Regions from separate parts of the Anser cygnoides genome. Here region 2 is linked to region 1. A link is a contact called in public Hi-C data. All regions are on one chromosome and are shown on one strand. Each heading gives the region's core, a stretch centred on a gene start, on an enhancer-like site or on the middle of the called end of the contact. The rest is flanking DNA. Distances are from core to core; before and after follow the strand shown. Region 1 holds the start of DEFB125 (defensin beta 125). Region 2 holds the start of MTMR9 (myotubularin related protein 9).

Region 1 (2,883 bases), core at 236-2,735:
TACACAGAGGAAGGAATTCTCCTCTTCTTGATTGTCTGGGTTGATTTCACAGAATCACAGAATCACAGAATTGAAGGGGTTGGAAGGGACCTCGAAAGATCATCAGGTCCATCCCCCCTGCCAAAGCAGGTTCCTTAGAGCAGGCTGCCCAGGCAGGCGTCCAGACAGGCCTTGAATATCTCCAGAGAAGGAGACTCCACAACCTCCCTGGGCAGCCTGTCCCAGGGCTCTGTCACCCTCACCGTGAAGAGGTTTTTTTGCATGTTGGTGCGGAACTTCATGTGCTCCATCTTGTGGCCATTACCCCTTGTCCTGTCCCCACAAACCATTGAAAAGAGGTCGGCCAAATCCCTCTGTCTCCCACACCTCAGGTGTTTTTACACATTGATGAGATTCCCTCTCAGTCTTGTTTTCTCCAGGCTGAACAGACCCAGGTCTCGCAGCCTTTCCTCATAGGGAAGATGCTCCAGGCCCCGTATCATCTTTGTGGCCCTCCGCTGGACTCTTTCCAGGAGATCCCTGTCTTTTTTGTACCGGGGAGCCCAGAACTGGACACAGTACTCCAGGTGAGGCCTGACCAGGGCAGAGTAGAGGGGGAGGATCACCTCCCTTGACCTGCTGGCCATGCTCCTTTTAATGCACGCTGGCCACACTCCTTTTAATTTCCACAGCAGCTACACCATTATAGTCCTAGTGATACCATAGTGACCTTAGAGCAGAGTGAGACCTGAAGTCCTAACACAGATACACAAGAAACCAATCAAAAAGCTCAAAAAGCCCGGCCAAAGCTTCTCTATTCAAACAGAATCCCATAAGAAAAGAGGCAAAAAAAAAAAACAAACAAACAAACAAAAAAGAATTTTAGGTTTTCCCCCCACTTCCCTTCCCCAGAAAGATGCCTTTTGATTTCACGGGGTTCTCCTTGTTTTGTAGGGGATCAGGCTTGTGCCCTGGTCAGGAGCAGAGCTCAAGCTCCTGGCTTCGGCTCAGCATTTCGGCGAGGGATGTGAGAGGATGGAGAGGAGAAGACATAAAGCCCATGAATTTGGGACACCTGCATCCAGGAACTTTGTGGAGATAATTTCAGACAAAATTTGTTCCTGGGAAGCAAGACTCAGGTCAGCCTTGACTTGGCTAGACTTGAGGGCTCTGTCATGTCCTTTTCTACCTGGGGGTAGGGAGCTGCCTTTCCTCTTCTCTCAGTCCTGCAGAAACCCCTGCAAATATTTTGTCCTTACCGGGAACATCCTGGAGGAGGAGAATGACAATGATTGCAAAGAGCAGCTGGAGGATCCGCATGGCTGAGCGTGGGTGGGTGTTTCCCGTGGGGAGGAGTGAAGGGCCGTAAAGAGATAGAGAAGAGGGAAAATCCGGGATTTATAGGGCTGGGGGGGTTGTGTAATGCTGCTGGACGGGAGGGAACTTTGTTAATCTCATGTGCATTTCAACACGACAGCAAACAGTTGCACTGGGATGTGCCCAGTCCTGGACATATCATTTTACGGGGGGGGAAGAAGAAGGAAAAAAACAACAGGGTTTTGTCAACAAACTGCACCGAGCACTGGGGAGGCTGCTTCTGGTTGCTGCTGGAGCCAGGATGTTGGGGCTGACTGAGTCTGGCTCTTCTCGTGTTTGTAGGCTCGAGCATGAGATGTTGAAAACCCGTCCAAGCATTTGCAGGATCAAAGTTTTGTGCCTTTTTATTTGTTTATTTATTTATTTAATTTCCAGCTCCCAGTCTCTGCCCTTAGCACTGACCAAATCGAGCTTGAAAAAATCCAGAGTCCCCTCCCCAGCACTCCCTGACAGCGCAAGGTTAGCTTGAAAAGCAGGGGATCCTTAAAAATCAAAGGTCTGTTTGCATTTCCCAAGTTCTGGGCTGCAAAGTGATCACTGGCAAAGCTTTTGTTTACAGCTGTCAAGAAAAATAGCAATTCCACATATTCCTTTATGGATTTATTGAATAGGAAAGCCGGAGCATGTCTCTGCAATTAGCAGGAGCAGGAGCTTTAGGAAAAGCCTGTATATCACAGATCACCCTTGGTTTGTTTTAGTTCTCCGGGTCAGTTCCAGGAAATTAGTAGACATGGGACCTGAATTTCAACTTCAGCAAACAACACAAAGCAAATAGAAAGCAGAAATCTCCCATAAACAGAAAAGAAAAAGAAAAAAAAAAAGTGGAAGAAGAAATAGAAACCTCACAAAGGATTCTTTTTACAGCAGTGAAGCAGCAGAGGGCATCACTAACTCCTCCGTTTTCCCTCTGCAAGTCACTTCGATGGCCTTTTATTTGCAGGTTGGGTGAAAACTGTAAAACTCAGGCTGCTTGAGGGGAACAAGGATCACCTTCATCAAACAGTTCAGTAGGGAGCCCTTTGCCAGCTGGACTTTGGGTCATGGGACACCAAATGTTTAAACAACATGTGCAACCTGGAGCAAGATTTGGGAAAAGAGAAAGGGGCCCTGGAAATCTTGGGGAGCTTTGCACGTCTGGTGGCACTGCCTGGTGCTTGCAGCTGCGGTGAGCATGCTTTGGGAAAAGGAGCCAAACCCGGCCGATACCAAAAAAAGCAGATTTCCCCCAGAAATTGGGGGCAGGAAGTCTCTGTCCCCCAGGCAATGGCTCTGACGGCAGCTGGGCTTGCTCCCTCCTGCGTGGTCCTTGCGCCTTGCTGGACTCAGCCTCTGTTGAGCCTCTCCAGCTCTTCCTCACTCCCAAACCTGCCAACAGATGTGTTTTTGTTTGTTTTTTTTTTTTTTTCAGAGCCCAGAGCACACAAAGGATGGTTTGTGCTCGGCAACAGAACTTTGCTCCTGGTTGTCTCAGGGGCTGGGGGGCTGGGGAGGAGTCAGGTCAATCCCCATCCTCCCCAGGACCCCAAA
Region 2 (2,883 bases), core at 189-2,688, 290 kb before region 1:
AGAGCATTAAGCTTCCTTATCATGAACATTTGTATGTGTTTATGAAAAGAAAATGCCATTAAGCAGCTTTCCAAATCATTCTCAGATAAAGAAATCACTTAAACTGCCAGCATTAATAAGACACGCAAGGAAGAACCTGGACAAACAGAGAGTGAACTTGCTGCCAGAGGTGAGTATAAAATTTCAGGTCACTGTACCTAAATACCTGCACAATCTTTCTCCTGTGCAATTGGCTAGAACAGGCCGTTATCCAAAGCTGCCTGCTTGCATCTGCACTGATAGTTCCAGGCCGTTTCCATCGTGCAGGGACTGAACACTCTCAAACTTGTACCAGCGAGGTAATCACAAGCAGGATGGTACGGAGCGGCTATTTGCCTCCTCCAAAGGGAGCCCTGGACACATCTGGCATGATTTTCATGCTTTGTTCTTTTCCAGAGATGAAGCAGATTGGGGACTGAGTTTCTTGAGGTGACCGAGATCTGGGGTTCTGCGCCAGTGCCAGCACCCCACTCCTCCAAGCCCTTTGCTTGGGAACCCTTCTCAGTCTCAGAAGCACTCAGGGTAAATGCTAGATTTCAGCACTACCCACCTCAAAATCGGTTTTGAATCTTGCTAATTTCCTCATTTTAGTGAAACCCTGCTGCCAGTGAGCCCCATGCCAATACGTGTTGTCTGTTCCTCAGGCTTAGTCTGGCTGCTGTGTGTGGACAACCTTTGGCTGTGTTTGCTGTCTCAAACTTTGCTAACAGCGATTTAATTCACAACAGTAACCACGGGAAAAGTGCACAAATGCCTCTCTGCACCCTTATCACCAGCTCTCGCATGTTTGCAGTGTGATGGGACGCATGTCACGGCATGAAGGAGCACCTACAGCCCACGGATGACCCCTTTGACACCAGGAAAGTTTTGGATTGAAGCACAGGGTGACGTACAGGGGGCACAGGCACCAGAAAACCTCAGACCACCACACAGGCTGGGACTTGGGTTTGGAAGGGAAAAGTGGGCACTGCCCAAAGTTGTCAAGGGGGTGCTGAGGAGAAAGCCAGGAACAGCAGTGGTGGCTGTCGTGGGGTTTCACCCAGGTGAGGAGCAGTGTCAGGGCTTTGCACAAAGCGTGTTTGCATCTCCCCTGTTGACTTTTCCCCTACTGTTTTTTCCCCTGTTGTCTTTTCCCCTATGGTGCAGGGGCAGAGCCAGGAAAGCAGGAGCCCCGCTTCCTGCAGGGGTGCAGCCTTTTAACACGGGCTAACAGAGGATAACAGAACAGCGGGTAAGGATTTAACATAACCAAACGAAGTCCCAAAACGTGGCCGTGGGACAACCCCAAATCCCCCACACACCCCGGGCGGACAATTCATGCCGCGGAACCTTCCTCAGCAACCACCATTGCGCGCCGAACCCTCCCCTCCCTTCCCCGCCCGGGCAGCGTCCGCCATTTTGCGTCCCCCACACGCTTCCGCCGCGGCTCCTCCGGGGCCCGGCCATGTCGGCGGGCTCGGGGCTCGGGGGCTCGTGGCCGGTAACGGGTCGGGGCCGTTGAGCCCCGCCTCCCCCCCGGTTTCCCCCTCCCGGTTCCCTTCTTCCCGGTCGCGATGGAGTTCGCGGAGCTGATCAAGACGCCTCGGGCGGACAACGCGGTGCTGCACGGCCCCCGGTGCCCGGCGGTGCGCGGCACCCTGTGCCTCACCGGGCACCACCTCATCTTCTCGTCACGGCGCAGGGAGCGCGGCGAGGAGCTGTGGCTGCTGCACGCCAACATCGACTGCGTGGAGAAGAGGTGAGGGGCGAGTTTCTGTCGTTGGTGGAGGTTTAGGTGGGAAACGAGGAGATATTTCTGGTCAGGAAGAGCAGCCAGGCGTTGGGACGGGTTGCCCAGGGAGGTGGTGGCGTCGCCGTCCCTGGGGGTGTTCAAGGAGAGGTTGGACGTGGTGCTTGGGGACATGGTTTAGTGGGTGACATTGGTGGTAGGGGGGCGGTTGGACCGGGTGATCTTGGAGGGCTTTTCCAACCTTAACGATTCCGTGATTCTGAAAAAACGGCTCACCAGAGGTGGAAGGTGAGGTCCTGCCAAAGGGATCTGCTGTGCAAACCTGGTGGCAGAAGTAGGATCTGGATTATCTCAGCCCCACATCACTGTGCAGCTGCTAGGCAGTGTCATCCCCATACTCCTCCAGCAGGTTGCACAAATCAATAACGCCCTTCGCATCATGCTTGTTACTGGACTGGTGTGGTAAAACTGAATTTTAGTTACAGCACGCCAATAGCGTTTTAGTCTTGCGCATCCTCTCTTGTTACAGGAACTTCAGAGACAAATCCTAACATAGTTTCTGTCAGTTTTATGTGTTCTGCTGCCCCACCGTGCTTCCCTCAAGCTGTTGAGTGCCAGTCCCCTCTCATCTGGTCATTGTCTGCTGCACGGTCCTTTTTGCAGTTTGTTCATAATATATATTTTTTTTTTTTAATTAAAAACTCAACTTCTCTCCTCATAAAGCGATCCAGAAGATACATTTCCTCTCTGACAACAAGGCAGGAAAGATGAAGCAGCAGCAGTTACAGATATGAGGCTTCCTCAGAGTGGGTAAACTGTTGGTCATGGATGAAGTTGGTTCCTGTGATTCTGATTTCTCTAAGGGTTGGAGAAATGTTGCTTTGTGGCCTGAGTGCGGACAGGAGCAGGGTGAAACCTAAGGAGATCGGCTCCCATCTGGTACTGCTCAGTCATCGGGGTGCTTTGGCCACATCCTCATTGCTGCTTGTACTAAACCAGCCGTGGCTCCAGTTTAAAAAATTATTATAGGGAAGCTTCTTTTTTCTTTTAGCTTATAATGTAAGTTAATATGAAGGGAGAAAGGAGTATTTTAAGTTTTGATGCTGGGGAGTGGT

What was found. A called contact is a pair of places that touch in the nucleus more often than the background predicts.
Region 2: a Hi-C map of liver shows a contact between it and region 1, with 1.7 times the contacts expected there. The contact joins the promoter of MTMR9 here to the promoter of DEFB125 in region 1. A contact is called at or near these places in 2 of 7 Hi-C or Micro-C datasets (both in liver).

The regions. Positions count from the first base shown.
Region 1 is chr3:119,489,233-119,492,115 of Taihu_goose_T2T_genome, reverse strand. It overlaps DEFB125 (defensin beta 125), which reads right to left and starts at 1,485. Exons shown (of 2, transcript XM_048079423.2): 1 at 1,239-1,485. The coding sequence starts at 1,299.
Region 2 is chr3:119,775,273-119,778,155 of Taihu_goose_T2T_genome, reverse strand. It overlaps MTMR9 (myotubularin related protein 9), which reads left to right and starts at 1,438. Exons shown (of 10, transcript XM_013184398.3): 1 at 1,438-1,777. The coding sequence starts at 1,593.